Regions from separate parts of the Capsicum annuum genome. Here region 2 is linked to region 1. Evidence: chromatin contacts called from public Hi-C data. All regions are on one chromosome and are shown on one strand. Each heading gives the region's core, a stretch centred on a gene start, on an enhancer-like site or on the middle of the called end of the contact. The rest is flanking DNA. Distances are from core to core; before and after follow the strand shown.

Region 1 (6,760 bases), core at 2,046-4,545:
TATATGATACATTTATAACAATATCATTTTACATAATTAGCAGATATTTTAAACTCTTTTCCGTTTATTCTATAAAATATTAAACAACTCGTAATTACGTATGAAAAGCATGAGTTACTAACAGTAAGATGTTAGGAATAGTGATCTAGAACTGAGGGAATTGTACTTGGTATTAGTAATAAGGCCAAAGTCATCGATAGACACTCAAACTTGTTGCCAAAATTCACTTAGACACCTAAACTAAGGCATGTTCCTATCAGACCCCTAAACCCCCCATATTTTGTTCCAATTGGGCCTTTTTCCCCTATCAGCAAAAAGCTCAAAGTGTGTGTTGCACACACGTAATGACGTGGCAAAATAAGCTAATTGAAAGCTGACACGTGGCATTGTGGGTTCAATAATTATTAAAAATTAATTATAATTTTTTAAAAAATAGTATATAAAAATGGCATTGATGAAATTATTAAAAATAATTCTTAAATTATTTAAAAAATAAAAAATTAATTATTAAGAAAAATTATAATTTTTTTTTAAAATGAAATAAAAATGGCGAGGATATAAATTATGAAAAAATAATTATAAAATTATTTGAAAAATAAAAATAAAAAATTGATTATTTAAAAAAGATTATAAAATTTTTTTAAAAATGAAATAAATTATTAAAAAATTATATAAAAAATAAAAAATTAATTATTAAAAAAAATTATAAAACTTTTTAAAAAATGAAAATAAAAAATGGCATTGAGGATATAAATTATGAAAAAATAATTATAAAATTATTTGAAAAATAAAAATAAAAAACTAATTATTTTTAAAAAAAATATATATTTTTTAAAAAATTAAATAAATTATTAAAAATATAAAAATATAAATATTAAAAAAATTATAAACTTTTTAAAAAATGAAAATAAAAAATGGCATTGAGGATTCAAATTATTTAAAAATAATTATAAAATTATTTAAAAAATAAAAATAAAAGCCTAATTATAAAAAAGAAATTATAAAATTATTTAAAAAGTAAAAACTAATTATTAAAAAGAATATATTAAAAAATTTTAAAAAATAAAAATGAAACTCCCCCACCTACCCCTAGTCCCCCAGCCCCCAGCGTATTGTTTTATTTAAAAAAAAAAAATTGGGACCCCTTAATGCTTTTTTGCCTAATTATAAAAAAGAAATTATAATATTTTTAAAAAAAATAAAAAACTAATTATTAAAAATAAATTATAAAGTTTTTTTTTTTTTAAAATAAAACTCCCCCACCTACCCCGGCCCCGAGCCTCAGCGTATTATTTTTTTTAAAAAGGGCCTTTAGTATTTTAAAAAAATAATTGTTATTTAAAAAAATTTTGGGGCCCTCAATGCCACTTGACATCTTTTTATTTGTAAACTAGTAAAAAAAAAATGCTCCTCACGCGCCTCCCACGATGGCACTGTACGCGCAGTGCCACATAGGTAAAAAAGGCCCAATTGAAACAAAATGTGGGGGGTTAGGGGCCTGATAGGTATAGGTCTTAGTTTAGGTGTCTAAGTCAATTTTGGCAACAAGTTTGAGTGCCTATCGAAACCTTTGGCCTAGTAGTAAAAACGCATCCACAAACTCACGTGTGATTTGTGATGTTAGCCTTTTCTTTTACTAAAATTATTTAAATACACAATTTATGTTTCCAATATTACAAAAAATCTCAACTCCCTAAATATATTATAAAAATTCCAACATATACAGAGAGTGTTATGTATATATCGGCTATGTTAATAGGGAGAAAGAGTAAAGTAATTAAAAAAGTGGGAGAGAATGTAATTATTTTCAAAAGAGTTGGTATTTATGTTATTTACTAGTTTAGGTGTATGCGTCTTGCGCGTGCACCTCAGTTATACTAAATAAGATATTTGTTTAAATAATAAATATGAATACAATAATTAAATTCAACATCTTTTAGAGAATTTATTTAATTAAATCTAACCTTTGCCAAAAAAGAATTATCAAAATCGATCGACATTCATCTATCACCTGTAAACTGCAACAAAACAATACGATGATGGAAACATTAAAACAATATAATTAAGTCTAACATTTACACAAAAAAAAATTTCAAAATCGTCTGACACTCATCTACAATATGTAAGTTACAACAAAATAATACGACAATAGAGATATCAAAATAATACAACTAAACTTAACCTTTGCACACACATAAAAAAAACCACAAAATAGAGATATAAAAATAATACAATTGAACCTAACCTTTACCTAAAAAAAATCTTCAAAGCCGACCGACATTCATCTACCGCCTGTAAATTACTTGAATGATAATAAAAAAGATATATATACACACACGTTGAATTCTATTATTAAACATCTACTAATCTAGACATGCAATCGAATCAAGTTAAATGAGCATCAATCATATTTTCCCAATAAGTAAATCGATTTCTTCTCTAGTTTAACATGCATCTCAATATTTATAAAAGTATTTTCTTAATACGGTCCTCTTTTATGAGTGTTTTTCTATCCTATTTTAGGATTATTTTTTTAATTGGTCACTACAAAAGAAAATATAATATATTATAGATATATATATTGGTTTCAAAAAGTTTCTTTTAAAAAAATAGGTTCCTAACAAGGTGCTGGATCCTAAAAGTTTTTCCTTAAAAACCAACCATACGATTTCTCCTTTTTAATATATAAATTTTGATTCTTATTTTTTTTCTTTCCAATAAATAGGGTTTTCTAAAAAAGTTGCTAACCAAAATTTTTCCACATTTCGTTTAATTCTTTTTTGATGTGAGATTCTTCTTTATTTATTTTTTTCCTTCTCTATTCTAAATATTTGAATAATAATTTAGTTATAATTATTTTTAGAAAATAGTGAAAAGACGATTTTATCTGTTGAAGAGTATTTTAATGAAGGATAAAAAGTTTAAATTACTTTTCTAGGGGGCTTCACACTTTTAATATATTATAGATTATAGATTATAGATATAGATATAAATACTCTCCGTCCTAAATTTCCTAATTTGATTTTTTATTTTACTTATTTTTTTCATTAATAAATAAAGATAATTTTTTTTTCATATTTTGTCTTCTGCATTAATTATTTTTTTTTTAAATTAAAATATAAACATCATTTTACAGAAGTAGTACTGGGATAATTTAGGTATGCTATTAATTATTTTTAATTGATACGGAGGGAGTACTTTTTTTCGTGAACATGAATAATGCTCTCTAACTCCACCATAAACCTCAAACATTAATTATTAATATAATAAAAAAAATCTTTGCTTACCTGCTAACATCATGAATTAAAGTATGGATTATTATCTTACTGTAATTATCCAAATTTTAAAGAAAAAAGAAAACGGAAAAAGAAAGGGAACTGTGAGATAGCAGAAAGAGAAAAAAGAAAAGGTTGCTGTTGCTGAGAAGGAAAGTAGCAAAATTACTATTCAACCCTAAAAACCAAAAGCCTGTTCCACTCCTCATTCATCATCAGCATCATCAATTCCTTCTGTTAATTCAGTCTTGGTGCTTTTTTGTTGTTTGAGAAAAATGGTTTCTTAGGGTTTACTTCTGTGTTGATCCATAATATCGCATTTGCATTCTTCGAAAAAAGAGGGGTGGGGGGTGGGTTCAGTTGTGTATTATTCCAAAACCCATTTCTGCAGTTTGCTGATCTGTACAAATTCTTGCAGATCCACCTTTGGGTTTCTACTCTTTCCTGATATTTTCTTCTTTCAAGATCAGATTTTTCTTCAAATTTCAAGCTTTTTGGTGTTAAGCTGAGCATTTTGAGTAGTGGGGTTTGAGTGCTTTCTTTTGTTGACCCTAATTTTAGTTTTGATGAGTCTGTAAGCTCAATGGGGGACTGATAATTAACTTGCTTTTGTTTATTTTGGTGATTGGGTTGGGGTTCTTGAGGTACTTGTTGTGGAATTTTGCATTTTTTTTTATTTTTTTTTATGTTTGTGTGTGTTTGAACTTCCTGCTTGATTTTGTAGTTCCTACCCTTGTAGTGATTGGGCATTTGGAGTTGACTGAGTGGCTAAAAGTTCAGTTTTGGCCTTAGATTTGATTTTGGATAGTTTCAGACAAGAAGTGCAAGGTGGCAAGACTATTGTTATTGTCTTCTTGCTCCAGGGATCAAGCAAGTGTACATTGTATGTAAAGGAATTGAATTCCCACTTTGAGATTTCTGTGAACACTTGACTTAGCTTTTCAATTTCCAAATGAATTAATGCTGAGAGGGTCTAGCTGAAGTGGTTGAAATTTTGCTCTTTTTGTTTCATGGGGGATATAATATGCTGTTTTAGTTTGGGATTCCTGGGGGGAGTCTGACTGATTAGTGTCGGGTGAGCTGACGCTGACACTGTGATGCCTCCTTCACCAGCTATGAGATGCTCTCCTGGAAGGGAGCTCAGGCAAGAAAATCACAAGAGAGGGCGCAGTCTGGAAAGTGGGATTCATTTGAGGGACAAGGATGATGATCTTGCCCTGTTTAATGAGGTGCAAACCAGAGAAAAAGATAATTTCTTGCTTCAAGCAAATGACGACTTCGAAGACTTATTTTGTAAGATTTTGCGTTAATTTCTGTTTTACATTTTAGAGCTTTATTTTGTTCTGAAGCACAGAAACATGCTCTTGCTTTAGTTTTCATGACTGTATTGCTTTTGTTGCTCATTGTCATTGGCAGCCACTAAATTGAGGTATTTTACGGATTATAAGCTTGGAATATCAATTCCAGCTCGAGGAGAGAGTAGTGACCTGCTTAACGCGGAAGGCGACAAGAATGACTATGACTGGTTGGTTATGTTTTATCTTTCAAGCATTTACTCTGTACTCCCCTATCTTGTCATTTTGTGCTTAGATGTTGAAAATGAACTCAAATGCGTAGTTTTCTCACTACATGCTTTGCCAAACTTTCTGTCCATGTTCTAATTTTGTTAAAAGTTTCCCTTTGCTAACGATTCGAAAACTTTGGAGCCAGAAAGATACGCTTGTTCGGTGTAATTCTACAGTAAATTTTTAGAAAGAAGAAATTCATTCCTATTGTCCTCAGAGATATATTTATTCTTTAGCACACACGTCAGTTGGTGTAAGTTCTTCAATAAACCCCTCATGCCTAATATGCTGATTTATTGATGAAATGTTATCTAATATGCTCACTTATTGGTGAAAGGTTATTGACCCCTCCGGACACCCCTCTTTTTCCTTCTTTGGATGACGAAAGTCATGAGACGCGCCCTATAAATCATGAGCAGAGGGGCCGGCCTAGAAGTCAACCCATTTCAATCTCTAGATCATCAACGGTGAGCATTTTAGTCATTCAACTGTTTTCCTGTCCCTTTTTGGGAACTGTATTGATATTATAGTTACCTAACCATATCAAATGCAAGGAGCTTCTGTTTTAAGTCTGATACAATCAATTTAATAACTTTCATATGGATTGAATGGCAGATGGACAAGAGTTACAGAAGTAGTAGAGGCAGCGCCAGTCCAAATCTCCTTAGCCCATCTCCTATGTCTAGTTATACTGCTGATCAATCAAGAGGGAGACCATCTTCAGCACCTCATTCAAGTCCACCGCCTCAGTTGCGGCATTCTACTCCGGCGAGGAAACCGTCTCACTCACCTAATAAATTCTCAACACCTCCTCCAAGGTCCTCTACACCAACTCCTCGGAGGATGAGCACAGGCTCTAGTGGTACTGCTGCTCCATTGCAAGTGAGGGGCACCTCTCCTGTCAAGACTAATAGAGCAAACTCTGCATCACCAAAGATTAGGGCATGGCAGTCAAATATTCCAGGATTTTCCTTGGAGGCACCTCCCAATCTTCGTACTTCACTGGGTGATCGCCCTGCTTCCTATGTGAGAGGGTCTTCTCCTGCATCCAGAAGTGGATCAAGGTCTGGAAGACAATCAATGTCCCCGACTGCTTCTCGAAGTGTCAGTTCATCACATAGTCATGATCGTGACCATTTTAGCGCTCACAGTAAAGGTTCAGTTGCATCATCTGGTGATGACGACATAGATTCTCTACAATCCATTCCTGTGAGTCGTTCAGATCGTTCAGGTCCAAGAAGTATCAATGGATTCCAAAATAAGAAACCTCTTGGTCTATCAAAGAAGCCAAAAAGAGTACTATCCTCAATTTCTGCTCCAAAGAGATCCTTTGACATGGCAATCCGCCAAATGGTATATTACTCTTCTTTACTATTGCGGTTCGTGGTAGTTACTAGAATTTGCGAGACACTAATATGAACCTGCCATTGATTTTCTATATCGTTTTCTCGTAAAGATGTCACTAGGATGGACAGTTGATTGGAAGTGAGACCATTATGCTCAAGTTGTGCTAAAAATGGGGTTTGGGTAAAAACGCGCAGGGGGTGGGGGGACAGCTGTCAGGTATGCTTTAGGTTGTGTCTTTTTAATGCTTGGGACTAGTTGCCAAAAATGCTAACAGATTTAGGAAAGATTGATATCCTAGCAAGTATGTAATGTTGCTGGAAGTTACAAGTTTTGGTTTATTGATGCTTAATACTTCTTTGAACAGCTTTAACATTTTCATTACACTTGAAACATCAATAAGGATCTTCGTTTATATGCCACATTTTCCAAGGAGCTATCCTGTAAGTATTCTGAAATTAGAATATAAAGACTCATGGACTCTAATATTTTTCAAATTTGTGTGTTTTAGTTGGGTATTTTTCAAATTCATATTCTTCCCCGTAGTGTTCTCTAATTTTCTAAATCTACTGAGAG
Region 2 (7,811 bases), core at 4,664-7,163, 210 kb before region 1:
TGACAAGCCTATAATTGTACATTAGCTAAATTTTAACCAATTTTAGCCATCCTAAGTCTGTGCTTGAAGGCCTAGATGTTAAATGTCCCTCCATTTATATTACATTCATGCTCTCAAACTCGGGTCTGTACTACTCAGTTAACCTTAGCTTAAATCGATGTTAACCAACTATAGGAAGAATAAATGAATGCAACTTCCAACTTTTTCAAGATCACAGACACGTTAATCCTTGAAAATCCATAGGTTTGCACCCATCCACACCCCTTTTTCCTCTTCTACATGGTTCCAAGACATGGGAGGCAAACCTAAGGGGTTTTAAATCCTCCCATATTATTTATCTAAACTCAAGTGGAGAAAAGAAATAAAACCTACTTAAATAGGTATCCTAGTCTGCATTATGTCACTATAGCAGCATGTGTGTCACTATAACAACACCGCTATAGTGGAATAAATCCTGCTATAATGGACTGATGTCATCCCGACCCAATTTTTTAAATTATAAAATTTTAACATACGTGGCCCCACACAAGTTTACGAATATAGTCTAGAAAATATCCATACCTAGCACTAATCCCGAGATGTTTACTAGTAAAAATGGATTAGGTCATTACAAATAGTGATAGGTAGATTAGATTTTGCTTACTTTAGATTTGAATTCAGGCTAAATGTTTTATTTGGTTATTCCAGTTGTTTAGTCATCCAAATATTTTATTTTAACTTTTGTATAGTTATTTTAGTATATGTTTTAGTGTCATGTTAGTACCATAAGTTGGCTTGGGACCACTTATGGTTCTATGTACTATGCCACTTCAAAGTGTAGACTTGGGTCATTAGAAATAAATTTCTCTTACAATCAAGAGCCTAAACCATGACTCGTGGACAAATATCATGAGTACTAGAATGAGATCATGGCCTCAAGGTAGAAAATAGGCTCCAGTAACTACAAGTCAAAGTACTATTCATGGAATCAAAGTATGGGTCATACTCTAGACTCATAATCCTAATTCAAAAATGTCCCAGGACTTACGAGTCCAAACCACAGTCAATGGTTTAATAGTGTGAGTTGTATTATAGATCATGATGTCTAATTTCCAAAATTTTGAAACAAATTTCTTGGGGTTATTTTTATCTGTACCAATCTTTTTAATACTTAAATTACATCGTCTAAGGCATTTTTAGGTGATATAAAGGTAATTAGTTGACCTAAATCACGCATTCCCTCTCCTAACACTCAAAACATAAAAAAAGAATCAATTCAAGCTCTCTCAGGCCTAAGTTTAGGATTCTTAACAAGTTCAAAATTTTGCAAATTCTGTCCAAGAATTCTTCAATGTATGTGTGTGGAACTTTTAGTAAGAATTTCCTTTCACGCTTATGTCTTTAGTTTTTACTAGGGATTTATGAGTTCATGACTTTGGATTTATACCCATTCAAATGTTAACTACATGATCTTTAGTGTAATATATTTTCCTTGTGATTTTCACTTAATTTATACAGTTGTGTATGAATTATATTTTTAGAATTCTTAACTTGATGTCCTATAAAGAATTTAGCATGATTTATCCCAATTGATCATGATCTCGAATAATTTAGAGTAATTTGATCTTATGATCACATAAATCAGTTATGTCAAGTATCTAATTCAAGTATTTTAGAACATTAGTTAATAAGATAATATGACCTAATTCATGCTTATTTTCAAATTTCAGCTATCTATTATGAGCATTTATATAAAATTTAAGGTATTTAGCACCGAGCGATTTAGAGTTTCAGAGAATCTAACTTTCAAACTACGTGCCACATCATTTCTTATTGCACTCATATAGGCTCAGTTTAGTGGATACACGTCAATTATAGATTTATACTCTTGACAAGGTATATTACACCTCCCCCTCCAATAGTGTGTATATGTTGAGTTTTCTCTTATGATATATATCGGTTAAGATATTCTCCGATAAAAATAGTTTAGTATGACCTAAACATTACCCACAAAATTAGATTAAATGCATCATTTTACTCTTAGGTCATTGTATATTAGATTATACTCTTTTAGATAAATTATTTAATTCAATATGATTTCAGCTTTCAGCATGGTTGTATACAATATTTATGACTTACATGTCTCACATGCTCAATATATTCAAAGTACTGACCACATACCTTTCTTTTGTGATATATTCGATTATGATATAGATTTTGATGCTCTAGTGCTTGTTCAATAACAGTTGTAGTGAGTCCTCATCATTTGAGGATGATCTATTTTAGTACATTTTATCAAACTCAAGTTCAGATTCAGATATTTAGAGTTAGCTGGGGATTTGTCCCAACAACTCGTCAATTTGCGTAGAGGTTTTTAAAGAGAGTTAAGACATATCAAATTATTATTTAGTTTAGATTTGATCCTCCATATATTTTGTTTTAGCTTCCACACAGTTATTTTAGTATATGTTTTAGTGTCATGCTAGTACCACGGGTTAGCTTGGGATTAATTGCGATTCTAATTATCGGGTTGCTTCTAGAGTATAGACTCAGATTGTGACAACAATCAGAATTGGAGTTCTTATTTGGATAGGTGCGTAAGTTAATGAGATTGCTAATAGATACATTATTTCAAGATTCTTCTTTATCAATTCAATATAGACCTACACCTACACACTCATATCGTTGAATATTTTCAATGATGAAAATCCATATATAAGTGAATACTTGATCTCAATGTTATTCATAGTACCATTAGTTTTAAATTGATTTAAAATTTGTGTGACTAAATTTGTGAAATATCAAGTAGAGTCAGCTACGATTGCAACAATGTCAAAATTGACGTATGCTCTCAATGGGCAATTAAAGAAATATGAAAATCAAAATTTTGTGCTTTTATAATCGGTAAGGAGATACTCTCTCCAAAAAGAATAAATTATTGTTTTCAAAAATAAAAAAATAATTTTAAGAGTATAATTTTTGTTATTTTTTTTAACTTCAAGTTCATCCTAAAGATTAGTTGGAATCTTAGAATACTTAAATAAAATAATTTTATAATTATAAACAATAATTATGTTAAATTTTGTCTCAAAAAGGAAAAAAAGTATGTTTGAAATAAATGTTAGGGATACGTTTTCTCACACCTTTTCTAGAGTTAAAAGGTATGGAAGACTTGACTTTGAAGTAGCTTTTTTTAGAGATACTATTTTTTCATGTCATTATTTTTATTATTTTCAATATAGAAAACGGATAAATATACTCTTGAACTATGATAAATGATACATATATATCCTCCGTCATACTTTGAGTATATATAAGAATCTACCGTTAATGAAATAATATGTATATGCCCCTTACACTAACGGTAAGAGCATATGTGTACCCAAAGTATGACAGAGGGCATACGTACTTGATTATAATTTGGGGGTATATTTATCTCTTTTTCATTTTCATTCTTTTATCCCATATATTAACCCAAATTCACTACCCGATTCGATACCAATTAAAGTTCAAGAGACGCGTATCTAACAGACGTGTTTTATTCATCCCTATAACGATATACACACAATATAGTTACACTCACTACTGTCATTATTAAAAATAAATCACTAACCCATAACATTCAAAAAGAATACTGATAAATTAAACCCCTCACGTTTTAATTTTCAGCAAAATTTCATCAAAAAATACTATTCACCATCAATCAACACCATATAGGCACCGTCTTTGCCGAATCGAAAAGAGTCTGAAATCAAAATATGTCTTTATTTTTAAAAATGATCAATCTATGTCATGAAATAGAAAGTGACATGAATAGGCTTTGTGCACTTATCTTGTGCACAATATCTTTTTTAACGGTGTGGGAACTGCCGCCGTTTGAATTAGATAGTGCAGTTTTTTTATGCACTGTTCATTTTTTTTAGTTCATAAAAAGAATGCACAATGAATTATTTTCTTGTGAATAGTGCAAAGTGCACTTTTTTTGTGCACCATCCCTTTTTAATTCACATAGTGCATAAAAATAATGCACACTGAGTTTTTTTTGTGAATAGTGCACTATCTTTTTTTTTTTATCCATATTGTGCACAAAAATAGTGCAATATTAATTATTTTTCTATAAATAGTGTAAAGTGCGCTTATTTTGTGCACTATTCTTTTTTTATTCACATAATGCACTATTAATTATCTTTTTTGTGAATAATGCACTTTTTTGTGCACTATATATTTTTTTTCAACAGTGGAAAGTGCACATTTTTTATGCACTATTCATTTTTTTCACCACAAAAATAATGCACAATTAATTATTTTTCATGTAGTGCATTAGTTGGGTGCACTATCTATTTATTTTTATATAGTGCATGCACTTTTTTTTTTACATTTGTGCACTATTTTTTTTATTTAATGCACTATTTCAATGATATTTTTTTATATATATAGTGCACTTTCCTTCAATTTTCTATATGGTGCACTATTTTAGTGCACTTTTTCATTTCTTTCATATATTTTTTTTTAACAAATTAGTGCACCATTTATTTCACATGATAAATTTGCACTTTGTTCAATTTTTTATATAGTGCATTAAATTTGTTTAATTTTTTTATATAATGCACTAAATTTGTGTACTTTGTTCACAAAATTTTTTTGGATAAAGTGCAAATTTAGTATATGAAATAAATGGTGCAATATTTAAAAAAAAAAGAAAAAAAATATGAAAAAAAGAGAAAGAGCACTAAAATAGTGCATCATATGAAAAAATGAAGAAAAGTATATTAAAATAGTACATTATATAAAATAACAAAAAAAAAGTTCACTAAAATAGTGCACTAAATGAAAAAAGACGGTGCACAGATGCACAAAAGAAAGTGCACGCACTACATAATATTAAATGGATAATGCATAAAATTAATGTATTATATGAAAAGTAATTAATAGTGTACTATTTTTGTGCACAGTGTGAAAAAATGAATAATGCATAAAAAATACACTTTTCACTTTGAAAAAAAATAGATAGTGCACAAAAAAGTGTATTGTTCACAAAAAAATAATTAATAGTACACTATTTTTGTGCATTATGTGGATAAAAAAATAATAGTGCACAAAATAAGTGTACTTTGCACTATTCACAGAAAAATAATTAATAATGCATTATTTTTGTGCATTATATGGATAAAAAATGAATAATGCACCAAAAAAGTGCATTTTGCACTATTCACAAAAAAATAATTTACTATGCAGTTTTTTTGTGCACTATTTTAAAAAAATGAATACTGCACAATAAAAATGCATTATCTAATTTAAACGACGATATGGTGCACAAAATAAGTGCACAAAATCTATTTATGTCACTTTCTAGTTTCATTACACACATTGATCATTTTTGTAAAATGAAGACATATTTCGATTTCGGACTCAATCGAAAACATCCCACTGGGGAGCAATTATCACGCTCCTAGCTCCAGTCACCTTCGACTTAATATCCACTCCTTCCAACAAGAAAACGCCAACTAGTAGCAATGATCAATCACCGCAATTTGATTGGAGTTTATGTTTAAGTGAAAAAAAGAGGAAGTATCGAATTTGGAATAAAAAATAGAAGTCAGGGCGAGTTGGTTTGAAAGGGTTACATTTATTGGGTCGGATAGCAGGTTTCGATAAATCATCTTGGATAAGAATATTAAAAAAAAAGACAAATATATTCTGAATTATGATAAATGGTACATACATACCCTATGTCATACTGTGGGTACACATGCATCTACCATTAGTGTGAGGGACATATACATATTATTTTATTAATAATAAAGATATATGTATACATAAAATGTGATAAAAAAATATATTGATATCACTTATGATAGTTTGAAGGTATATTTATGATTTTGCATTTTTAATAATAATAATAAAAAGAAAGATGGTTAGCCCATCAGGCACGGTTGATAGCAAAAGCTAAGCATACCACGCGAGTTAAAGGAAAAATAGATAACTTGGATTTACGCATCGCTTACTATATGGAGCAAGCAAATTACTAATAACAAAAATTAAAATCAAGACGAGATTTAAGTACAACACACTAGTCTCAACCAAGGGAACCAGAAAGAGAAGGGATAAAAAATCAAGAAGACGATCGGCGATGGAGTTTCGGATTCCAGCATGGGTGAATCAGTACAGAGTTTCAGCAAATTCCCTTTTATCTGAATATGACCCATTAACTCTACTACTTGCTCCTCTCTTTTCTCTTCTATTGGCTCGAATTCTTCAATCCATCTTCCTTGTTTTTCACGAACGAGGACTCAAAGCCACGGTTATTAGCTTCTTTATGAGCGCCATCAAGTATTAATTCCTTGCATCTCTTCAATTTTTATCCGTGTTTCGATAAGAAAAAAGTATTGTACACCTGAACTGTTGTTTTATATATACAGTATATACGCACTTGTAGCTTCTGACTGAGTTTCCTATCATTAATTGAGATTTCCAGTTTTATATGTATTTTAATATTTGAATCTTATATATAGGTTGGTCCCTGGTGTTAAAAAGTACATTGACTCTGAGAAGCAGAAGGTGAGTTAATTTTGAGTATTAAATACTTCATTGAATGCGTTTTTGTTTCTATCAGTGATTATTACAGTTTGGTCAATTGCTGTTTGATTCTGCAAAAAAGTTAAATGAAATTACTGCTTTTGTTTGACTTAAAAAAAGGAGTTTAAGGTGTTAGTTTGACTCGTGTATTATATTAACAATAATGGCTGAAAAGTTAAACAGCTGAGAAATCATCTAATCGAAGTTATTATTGAATGTTGTGAAAATTATGTAAAACAATATTATTCGAGGAATAGTCAAGCATTATGGAACATTCCAAGGTGGAAAATGTGTTGTATAAGTTGGAATGGATGGACTATCAATCTAGATTGAAGTAATTCCACTATCAAATCATTCAATCCATATATCACGCCATTCTATTTAGGTTTGTTTCACCTGGGTGTTTTTTAAATTTTTACCTAGGCTAAATATTCTGTTGAATACATTTAGGTTTGTATCCTCAGCTTAAAAAAAAAAGGGGTAGCCCGATGCACAATATATCTTGCGTTCAAGCAAAGGGTCTAGGGAAGGGCTGCATTCCAAGAGAATGTGATGTAGGTTTGTTCAACTTGTATTAGTAAAATAATTGTAGCAGAGGAAGTGCCTGATTAATATTCTGTTCTTACTTGTGCATCTATTTGGAAGTATTAAAGTGTGTCAATGGTTAATGTCTGTATTTCTTTTTAAAAAAAAAAAAAAAAAAAATTGGGGGTAGGGGAAGGGGAATGGGGGAGGGGATTACAATGTGGGGAATCGAACCCTCACCAATAAGGTGGAAGTTCAGGTAACTAACCAACTAAGCTACTAAGATTCCCCTAATGTCTCTATTTCTGATTATAAATCTGACATTCTTCGGCTTCAAAATTTTTTGTCGAACTGGGCAGATAGTGGATAAGTTGCAAGGTTCTAGTAATAGAGATGGATGGAGAACTGAGTTGCCGAAGTCAGGTTTAGGTGATAAAGTCCTAGTGCAAATGAAAGATGAGAAACAAAAAGATGTGAGCTGGCAGGGCAAATGTTCGGGTACCGTGTATGTTTCCATAATTATTGCACTATGTTATACGTTTTTAGCTAGTAGTTTAGAATTATATATATTTCTGTTTTCAATTAAACTATTTCTTTTGCTCTTTAACCTGTGTAGATAGATTAACAGATTTCCTATTTTCTGAGCAGCTATATTGGCGGAAATGAGAATGAGGGACATTTTTCATTGATAAACGAGGCATGTTGCATGTAAGATTATTCATCCGTTGTGT

What was found. Hi-C and Micro-C count contacts between places; a contact is called where the count stands out from the background.
Region 2: a contact with region 1 is called in a Hi-C map of leaf, with 2.7 times the contacts expected there. The contact joins the promoter of LOC107847829 here to the promoter of LOC107847526 in region 1. A contact is called at or near these places in 2 of 5 Hi-C or Micro-C datasets (leaf and placenta).

What each region holds. Positions count from the first base shown.
Region 1 is chr11:90,143,320-90,150,079 of UCD10Xv1.1, reverse strand. It overlaps LOC107847526, which reads left to right and starts at 3,295. Exons shown (of 6, transcript XM_016691824.2): 1 at 3,295-4,568; 2 at 4,692-4,800; 3 at 5,178-5,307; 4 at 5,456-6,193. The coding sequence starts at 4,373.
Region 2 is chr11:90,354,780-90,362,590 of UCD10Xv1.1, reverse strand. It overlaps LOC107847829 (sphingosine-1-phosphate lyase), which reads left to right and starts at 5,913. Exons shown (of 15, transcript XM_016692349.2): 1 at 5,913-6,309; 2 at 6,492-6,537; 3 at 7,440-7,585; 4 at 7,729-7,788. The coding sequence starts at 6,110.